Regions from separate parts of the Mus musculus genome. Here regions 2 and 3 are each linked to region 1. Evidence: chromatin contacts called from public HiChIP or PLAC-seq data. All regions are on one chromosome and are shown on one strand. Each heading gives the region's core, a stretch centred on a gene start, on an enhancer-like site or on the middle of the called end of the contact. The rest is flanking DNA. Distances are from core to core; before and after follow the strand shown. Region 1 overlaps Bcl11b (B cell leukemia/lymphoma 11B). Region 2 has its middle 240 kb from the start of Gm33236. Region 3 overlaps Gm16086 (a long non-coding RNA gene).

Region 1 (2,801 bases), core at 242-2,741:
TGCTGGCTTTCTCTGTTCCTACTTCGTGTGTTCACACCAGGGCCAGTGAGAGCAGACCCTGAGATGCCCAGGCCGTGGGCACCAGTGCCCCTCATCCCTATGTGGCACGGTCCCCCAATTCTTGGGCCTCTGGAACAGACCAGAAGCTTCGTATTATGATTTGTGCCTATCTACATGGTACCACCACGGGGCATCATGCTTTTCAAGTCTAATCTGCCCTCACCTCCATCTTCTCTCTCTACCAAACCGGAAAAAGAATCTTAATTTCCTGTCGGGCTGGGAGGAGGCGGGTTAGAGTCAGGATAATGACTCTTAAATATGAGCAATGCGTCTGGTTCCATGTTATTTTTCCTCTACCCTCTTAATACACAGCATTTTTTTATCATCCTTAAGACAAAGTAGCTGGCAAAATATTTAAGTGATCAGAAACAAATGTTTTTATTTGCCTGCGTGCGAATTGGGTTATCTGCCTATCTTGTTTACGAAATCCGGGGCTGCCTTCCCGCACAGTATGCTCGCCTCTCGAATCTTCCCCGGCTCCCATTTCCATATTTCTGCGTGCTTGTTCTTTGTTAATCACTTGGCAAGCGCTTATTTGAATATTAAAAATTTCTTTAATCATCAAACGCAGGAGCACAGTCTCATGAATATTCATATTCTCCCCCCCTCCTCAGACTGGATTCTAGTTCATTACCCCGCAGTAAAAGCCAAACAGCCATCAATCGCTCTCATTACTGGCTCTGGCGTTTTGATTGGCTGCCTGCTGCCCATAGACCTTTTTTTTTTTTTTTTTTTTTTTTTAAATTTCCCTTCTCCTATGAGCTGTCTTATACCTGCCAACAACTTTAAAAAAAAAATCAACAATGCAAGAATAAATTTCTCTGGTTGAAAACAACTTAGCAAACTTGTCAAACAGCCCTTGTAGCTTGCTGGGCCCTCTCGGGACACCAGAACCACAAACCTCCCTCCTCAGTCCACCCTAGTCCCACCAAAAAACAAAACAAAACAACCCAAAAAAACAAGGAGAAAGGGGGTAGGGAAGAAATAGAATTAAATAAATAAATAAAAAAGAGAAACTTGAGCTCAGAGAGATGAATATTTGTCAAGAGAGTTGACGTAAGTTTCATTTGCATAATGACTTTGTACTTCTGCATTAATAAAATTTGCATATGAAGCCATGTTAATTACTCCTGATCATGCTTTTTGCATTCATGCATAGTAATTTTCTCCGACTTGTGAGAATTAATGTCTTGGCACGAGGGGGGGAAGGGGCGCGGGGACTGTCAGGTTCCCTCGCCAGAGTCCCTCGCTCACACGCGCTGGCGTGGATGTCTGTCTCCTTCTTTGATCTCTGACTCATTTCTGCACTATCAGTAGGAGTTCTCGCCTTAAAAAAAAATGTATCCGTTGAAAGGCACCAGTAGGGAGAAAAATAGACTTCTGTACGGTATGTGCCAGGCCACCTCTTGGGGTAGGAACATGGGATCTGTCACCTCCCAGTTGCAGAGTGGCGGCCCTGGGAAGGCTGCACCGGGAAGGCTTGGTTCCCTCAATCGGGGCTGGGCGGTTCCAGGCATTTTTTGTGTCTACAGGCTCCTGGTGGTGGGCGTGTTGCTGCTTAGTGCGCATGTGCAGGGCATGGAGCCCAGCATCTGCAGGGACTGCTTGCAAGGGAGGTGGGCTTCAAGCTCCCTTCAAGTGCCTCACCCCCAGGAGGGCACCAACAGTGATCTTGTCCTCTGTTTGGACTTTAGCCATCATACCAGAGGCCGGTTTGGGAGACCTTTTGAATATTCCTTCGTAGGTGGCTTAAATACCAAGAAGTCAGTCTGACCTTGACTTTGGAGCACCGTTTTCACGTTTTTTGAGAGGGGCAATATATCCCCACCCCATAGGAATGTTTTATGCTTGCATGGCATAATACAAGTATCAATTTTTTATTTCTTTTTCCCTAATTAAAATGTACTTTTATGATAAAACTGAGGCAGCCAGGGTTTCATTAAGCTGTCCGGATCCTACAAGAAGCTGAGTTAGAGCCTACATCCCTCCCCCACATACCTTGATACGTATGGGTCTGTTTGGACTGGCTTAGACTGCAAAAGAAAGGTGTCTTTTAAAAGAAGATGTGAAATTGTAGTGTGCGTGTTCTTGCTGCGTCTGTGTGTGCAGTGAACCGTGGCACACAATGAAGGTCAGGACAGTTGTGTGGGTTAGTTCTTCCTTCCCACCTTTACTCGGGTCCTGGGGGAAAACCCTCAGCTGCTGAGCCATCTCACAGGCCCTGGACTTCTGGAACTTCTGGGAACAGGACCCAAGTCCCCATGCACACTAGAAAAGTGCTCCAGCGCTGACTTCCCCACAGAGAGCTTTTTAAAAAAGCATCCTGCGAGGCTTATAGGGTGTCTTCCTTGCTGGAGCAGGCTTCCAGCTGTGAGGAGGACTGGGGAGGGGTAGGGCAGAAAGTTCCAGGTCTGGAAATAAATGTAAGGATGGTAGTGGCCACGTTTACTAGGTGGCTGGCTCTGGCTGCAGAGTGCCCTGACAGTCCCTTTAAAAACACAGTGACTAGCCAGGTGTGGTGGCGCACGCCTTTAATCCCAGCACTTGGGAGGCAGAGGCAGGCAGATTTCTGAGTTTGAGGCCAGCCTGGTCTACAAAGTGAGTTCCAGGACAGCCAGGGCTATACAGAGAAACCCTGTCTCGAATAACCAAAAAAAAAAAAAAAAAAAAACCAAAAAAACAAACCAAACACACACACACACACACACACACACACACACTCACACACACACACACACACA
Region 2 (2,935 bases), core at 423-2,922, 570 kb after region 1:
AATCTGGGCCCATGACTTGAAGCAGCTTGAGTCTTTCCCTTGTGAGGAGACGGCAAAGGAGTGTTCGGTCCTCTGGGATGTAGTGTCGGATCCTCCTGGATGTAGAGACAGGAGTGTTCTCTGCTGATGCATGAGGCTTCTACTGTGTATGGTGGGGACAGTTTCTCCTGGTGCATCTAAGGATTGTTCTTTCAGTCTCATGAAGCCCTCATCTTGGATATTTCCTCCTATGGATGCAGTAACTGGCCCCTGTTTACTTATGTAGGCTATTTCCTTCCATAGATGCAGTAACTGGCTCCTGTTTCCTATGTAGGAATTCTCAGAGATTCTCTCTGTGTGTGTGTAGCTTTCCTCTTTCGTCTATGAACTTCAGCAAATGTGCTTCTCTGGCCTCCTAGCTTCATGGGCTCAAATCAGGAAAGCCACTGGTCTTTGTATCCCCTTAAGTGTAGCCCTATACTCAGGGACCTCTTGGGGTGTGTGTGTGCATGTGCTTTTGTGTGTGTGTGTGCATGTGTGTTTGTGTGTGTATGTTCGTGTGTGTGTGTGTGTGTGTGTGTGTGCGTGTGCATGTGCATTTGTGTGTGTATGTTTGTGTGTGTGTGTATTGACAGTTACTTTTAGATCAATGTCTCTAAATTTAAAATCATTGCATCACATAATATGACTTCTTTTTTTTTTTATTTGTCTCAAGTAAAAGAAAGAATGTGTATCCTGCTACCCTAAGTTTTGTGGAAAGGAAAGGATGTTTGTTTGTTTGCTTGCTTGCTTGTTTTCCATTAGTTTCTTGCTAGGCTAGGAAGCAGGAAAAGGACTGGACAATCAGTATGGGGACCAGGAATCATTGTGGAGGTCCCCTTGGTTTTCTCTAGTGATGTGAGATTTTCTTGGGCCTGAAGATGTGGAACAGGCAAGAAGAAATGAAGACTTTGAGCAATTAGTTCCTTCAGACCTAAACAGTGAGTTGGCAGTGTGGCTCCTGAAGACTTGCCTTGGGGTTCATCTCAGTCATCCATCTTTCAGGGATCAAGGCCCTCCTCAGACTCTCCCTAGTTTCCCTGTCTGCTTTGCTCTTCTTGGCATCAGTGGCATCCTTCAGGACCCTGACATGGTGATGACGTGTTGCGATGTGAAAAGCCACAAAATCTGACAAGGAAGATGAAAATGGGTGAAGATTATCTCCAACGGAAAAAACCAGCAGCCTTAACAATAGAAGCAATCAGTGTCCTTTCTTCAGGAATTCACCCAGGATCTTCCTGCTTCCAGATAGCAGTTTCCTCCCCACTGCGGTTGCCTTTCTTTTATTCCATAATTCATGTTCTTCTGAAATTATTCTTTCCGAGACTTAACCTTATTTCAATTAAAAACACACACCTTATTAATTGAAACACCAGATGAGAGCAATTGATAATTCGTGCGAGGAAAAGCAAACATCTCCTCTATAAATATTTCCCTCTTGGTTCTTCAGGTGATTATTAGTTAAGCTTCGAGAAACTGCTTGGCGCTCCAAACCAAACCATAATTAATAATAACCGCTTGCATGCGCACAGTGTTCACAATATAGAGAGCTCTGAGAGTGTTCATTATTTAATTTCATCTTCTTAAGCAGCCTATGAGACGGTAAGGGCAGGAATTAGTCATTTCCTGTGTCAGCTGAGGCTGGGGAGGAGGATGACATGTGCCCAGCATCACGTGGAATAGACAACTGGATGCAGCCAGCGTTCTGGGCTCTACCTGCTTACGGCTTTTCATCGTAAGCGAGGAAAGCTTATTTTACAGATGTGACATGTCTCCTCATGTGATTCTAAGTGCAGGTTTCTGAAGTCAACAACAGATGGTGTAGGGAAGGGGAAACTCTGGGTACTGAACCTCCTCTGGCTGTTGGTCCCACGGCTCTATCCGTGCACTTCCAAGTCAAAGATGGAGGATCACAAGCCCTGCCTCACCAGCCACTCAGAGTCGTGAGCTAACTGCAGAGAGCAACCTTCATTCTTGAAATGAAATAACTTTGGACAAAGAAGCCAGCTGATCTGTTAAAAGTCTGTAGAAAATGGTTTTATGGGAGATAGGTGAGTCAAACTTGATTTTTCTTCCTTTCCCTCAGCCCATCTCCAGGGTAGCCTGGATGCCTCTGAAGTTGGAGCTAAGAGGCAGGCAATTTGGTTTAGATTCTAAGCCTCCTGGAGCCTCATTCTCTGTTTTCTTACATGATGGGTTGTCAGCTCTCAGTTACCAAAGATGTGTCCAATACCTCACAAAAGACTGGACTTAAACACCTCTGCATTTTCCTAAGGATGATGCCAATTTAGTCTCTCTCACTGAGTGTCTGCAAGTGTGTGGCCAAGAGATTTGGAGGCAGCCAACTGAGGTCAAATTTTGAAATTGACAGTCGCCACTTCTATGACTTTGGAAATATTACTTAATGGCTTCAAGTCCTGCTTCACCATTAGAATAAGTTCAACAACCATTGAGTTTCTGCTTCGAGTCCAAGGTCCTGGCCTATGTTTGAGCACCTGCCTCTGACGTCATAGATCGACTGCACAGGAAGGAGAAGTGACAACTTTCTCCATCCCAGAGGGTTCTGCCCCTAACTTAATCACCTCCCAGGCTCCCACCTCCTAACAACAAGCCACCCATGGTTGGGTTACAACTGATGTGAATTTCAGGGGACACAGGCGGTCAGGCCAAGTCAAGGAGATATTAAGTGTAGAGCCCAGATAACTCCCAAGGCTTGGGTGCTACTCTCTGGATGTAGACTTACATCTGCACAGGACATTCTAGCAGTCAAAATGAAGCTGAAAGTCCTTTGGGTTTTATGTAGTCATGTAGTCTGTTAAGGAAATTTCAAAGGTTGAAAGATATCTAATTAATACACATCAAAGACCTAAAATTCCCGCTTCCCCATGGCTGTCATTTAAAAATTCCCCAGGAGTGA
Region 3 (2,867 bases), core at 162-2,661, 880 kb after region 1:
GCACTGTGGTGGTGACATGAAGTCAGAGTGAGCAGATAAAGAGGAATCTGGAAGATTCCACCAGTGCCATTCATAGACACTACAGGACAGACTGGGACTCTTCCCCCACTCCAGTAAAACCAGTAGGTGGCCATTAGAAGACAAAGCCAGTGTCACCTTGGGTAGCCCTGTGTAGACTGCTATCAGGGGAACCCCGAGTTTATTGCCAGCTGCAGTGGAAAAGCATTGCTTTGAATTTTTTTCCCTACCTAATTGTCAAAACTGAATAATATTATCAGCTTTTTTTTTTTCATCCTTTGAGTATTTTTCTAATAAGAAAGCACAGAGATACACAGCAAATAAAAGCGTAAGATTCCAGGATGCAGTGCAATCATGCAAAATGACTTTCATATCAGTTTGATAAGCAGCTGAAATTTAATAACTACATCCCTCCTATGGTGCTGGATGAAAGTCTAATACTTTCTGCTTTGGGTTCTTTCTTCTGCAAGATGCTATTCAGGACTGTAGCTGAGGCTTTTATAGTCAGAGAGATGAGAGGTTCAGTGGATTAAACAAAGCCTTGAGAGGCTGGGCCAAGCCCCAGCCAGGCCAAAACACAGTGGCTTAGAAGCTGAACTAAAGCCAAGCCTAAGGCTGCCCATGACTATGGAGAAATGATTCAAGTATCTCCATTAGCTCAAAGTTACAGGTCTGAATCACCCCCCCCCCTGGAAAGCACACCCCCTTGTTAAGAGCTATGAAATAACTGTCTCCAGAATATCTTTATGCCTTAGCTTAGGGCAAATTATTCATTGGAGGGAGAGGGACAGAGAGAGAGAGAAGGAAGGATGGAAGTAGAGAGAGAGGGAGGAGGAGGAGGAGGAGGAGGAGGAGGAGGAGGAGAAGGAGAAGGGAGAGGGGCATTTGGAGTTGAACAGAGATCCCTCCTAACTTTACAAAAAGAACAGAAATGTGATGTTATATACACTGCGTCTTGGTAGGCAACTTCCGATTGGAAGTCCTCATAGAAGACATCTATCTAAACTTCCTATGTTATGGTTAGGGAAATTACGATTTATTTAATGCTGTGTACCTGTCTTTTAAGGTCTAGTGCAGTTGTTCCAGATTCTTCCAAGGAGTCTTCCATCCCCCGACTCCAAGTCAGAAGGAAACATGCCCAGGGCTCCGAGCATCCGGCTGGCAGTGGCCATAGCCTTCAAGGTGTTATTAGGGATGTCTAACCCTAGAAAAATTGAGGGGCATTTGACGAGATAGTATCCAAACAGGTATGGGGGATGGGTCCCAGGGCGGTATGGTGATACATACTAAGGGATGTTTAGCACTGGGTTGCAGGTGCATAGGGAGAGGCCAGGCCTCCCTGAGCTGGTGGGCTGTCCACAATGGGGTTTGGCTGTCTTGCTCTTCTACTGCCCCCTCCTGGCAGAGTTCCCTGCCAAGGCATGAAGTGGGCTGCTTCTGGCTTGCTTGTCAAAAGGGTGTCAGCTAAGGGGTGGGAAGCCGAAACCCTTTCAAAACAAAGACAGCCGGGCAGATGTGAGCATTGGGAAGGCTAAAGATGCATCTTGGTAATGACTTGAGAGGCGTCCTGGGTGAATCTATATGAGAGAACCCCAGCCGCATGGTGTCCCCACCGTTGCCCCTCTGCTTGCATGGGTGCGGATAGGACCCGTTTAAGATAGGTGTAGACAGGAAGTCCCTCGGTGGAAGAGCATCGGAGCCTGTCATCGCATCCCACTACAGCCTTTAAAAGAAATTCTAACTCCAGATGTCGGCTTAGGGAAATGAATCAATTAGGCAAATGAAGACTTCCCCCATAAATCAGTGGGTGAGAGGCTTGGGTCCAGCCATGGCCCTGGTCCGGGGGATGGGATACTAGACTTGGCCAGGGCCCAGGGAGTGGACACTCCAGCCGTTCTCCACAGCCAGGTGACCCGGATCCCCTCTGCTCTTCTGAAGTTATGTTTACCCCCTTGGGAGCTGGTTTGATTTAGAGAGAGTGCTGTGAGTCTCTCCACCCCCTTTTCCTCAGAAGATAATAAAGCCTCGGGCTTCAGAGTGGGACCCAGTGTAAGCCGGTGTCACTATTCATAAAATAATTGAGTTTACACAAAAAGTGATTTCAGTAATAGCTGGCTTTTTATAAGTATGTACATTTTATTTAAAATTACTGACTCAAAAGGCAAGGTAGAAAAAAAAATCACCTCCAACAACTTCCTGTAATTGCGAATTATTGTGAGGGAAACAGAAGGGAGAGCTTTCGAAATTATGAGCCATTATGCTCAAGAGAGAAAGAGAGAGAGGGAGAGAGAGGAGAGGGAGAGAGAGAGAGAGAGAGGAGAGAGAGGCAGTGGAAGGGGGAAAAAAAGAGACAGCTCGGCTTCATGAAACACAGCTGACAAGCTCGGCTAAATTACCCCCGGACCATTACAAAAATCACTTAATTGCCGAGCATTTTGTTAGGTCAATTGACTCTAATTGAAAAAATAACAAAAAGCTTATTATGCTGCAAATGTGGCCGTGGAAAATGAGTCTTCTGTTAGAAGGAAACAATAATTCTAAATTTCAGCTGCCTCTTACACTGTGAAGTTCACTGTTTCCTTGGGGTAGAACCCACTGTAGCCGAGAAGGAAAGCAGTATGTGTTGATGCCTTTTTCCTTTTCGCCCTCCGCATCTCGGCCTGCTCTTTCTTCCTCTGCCTCGCCTGACCCCTACCCAAACCCACCTTTCATGGCAGAGAGAGCCCCCCACCTCCACCCCTTCTTAAGCAGATACACACAAACCCCCTCTTCACCTCCAGCTCCCTTTTACCAGTGTGAAAAGTTCAGGAGACAAAGGGCTGACTCATGGCAGGGTCCACATCTGTGAA

Evidence for each region. HiChIP or PLAC-seq counts read pairs in DNA pulled down with a chosen protein or histone mark.
Region 2: an H3K27ac HiChIP or PLAC-seq map of thymic regulatory T cells shows a contact between it and region 1, with 12 times the contacts expected there. The contact joins two enhancer-like sites. A contact is called at or near these places in 8 of 115 datasets of contacts at active chromatin or transcription factors (cardiomyocytes, embryonic basal ganglia, embryonic forebrain and 5 more) and 1 of 9 other capture datasets (embryonic stem cells).
Region 3: an H3K4me3 HiChIP or PLAC-seq map of embryonic basal ganglia shows a contact between it and region 1, with 7 times the contacts expected there. The contact joins two enhancer-like sites. A contact is called at or near these places in 11 of 115 datasets of contacts at active chromatin or transcription factors (SST interneurons, craniofacial prominence, embryonic basal ganglia and 8 more).

What each region holds. Positions count from the first base shown.
Region 1 is chr12:107,968,716-107,971,516 of GRCm38.p6, reverse strand. All of the region lies in intron 2 of Bcl11b (B cell leukemia/lymphoma 11B), which reads left to right. Among named protein-coding and RNA genes, the nearest start is that of Bcl11b, 33 kb to the left of the region's middle. Within about 2 kb of position 1,491, at least 39 of the 459 cell types and tissues checked have an H3K27ac peak or open chromatin away from gene starts, as enhancers often do. A contact at or near this core is called in SST interneurons, embryonic basal ganglia, memory CD8 T cells and 1 more, where this site is marked.
Region 2 is chr12:107,403,753-107,406,687 of GRCm38.p6, reverse strand. No RefSeq gene overlaps it. Among named protein-coding and RNA genes, the nearest start is that of Gm33236, 240 kb to the left of the region's middle. Within about 2 kb of position 1,672, at least 5 of the 459 cell types and tissues checked have an H3K27ac peak or open chromatin away from gene starts, as enhancers often do. A contact at or near this core is called in thymic regulatory T cells, where this site is marked.
Region 3 is chr12:107,084,980-107,087,846 of GRCm38.p6, reverse strand. All of the region lies in intron 1 of Gm16086 (a long non-coding RNA gene), which reads left to right. Among named protein-coding and RNA genes, the nearest start is that of Gm16086, 13 kb to the left of the region's middle. Within about 2 kb of position 1,411, at least 39 of the 459 cell types and tissues checked have an H3K27ac peak or open chromatin away from gene starts, as enhancers often do. A contact at or near this core is called in SST interneurons, embryonic basal ganglia, memory CD8 T cells and 1 more, where this site is marked.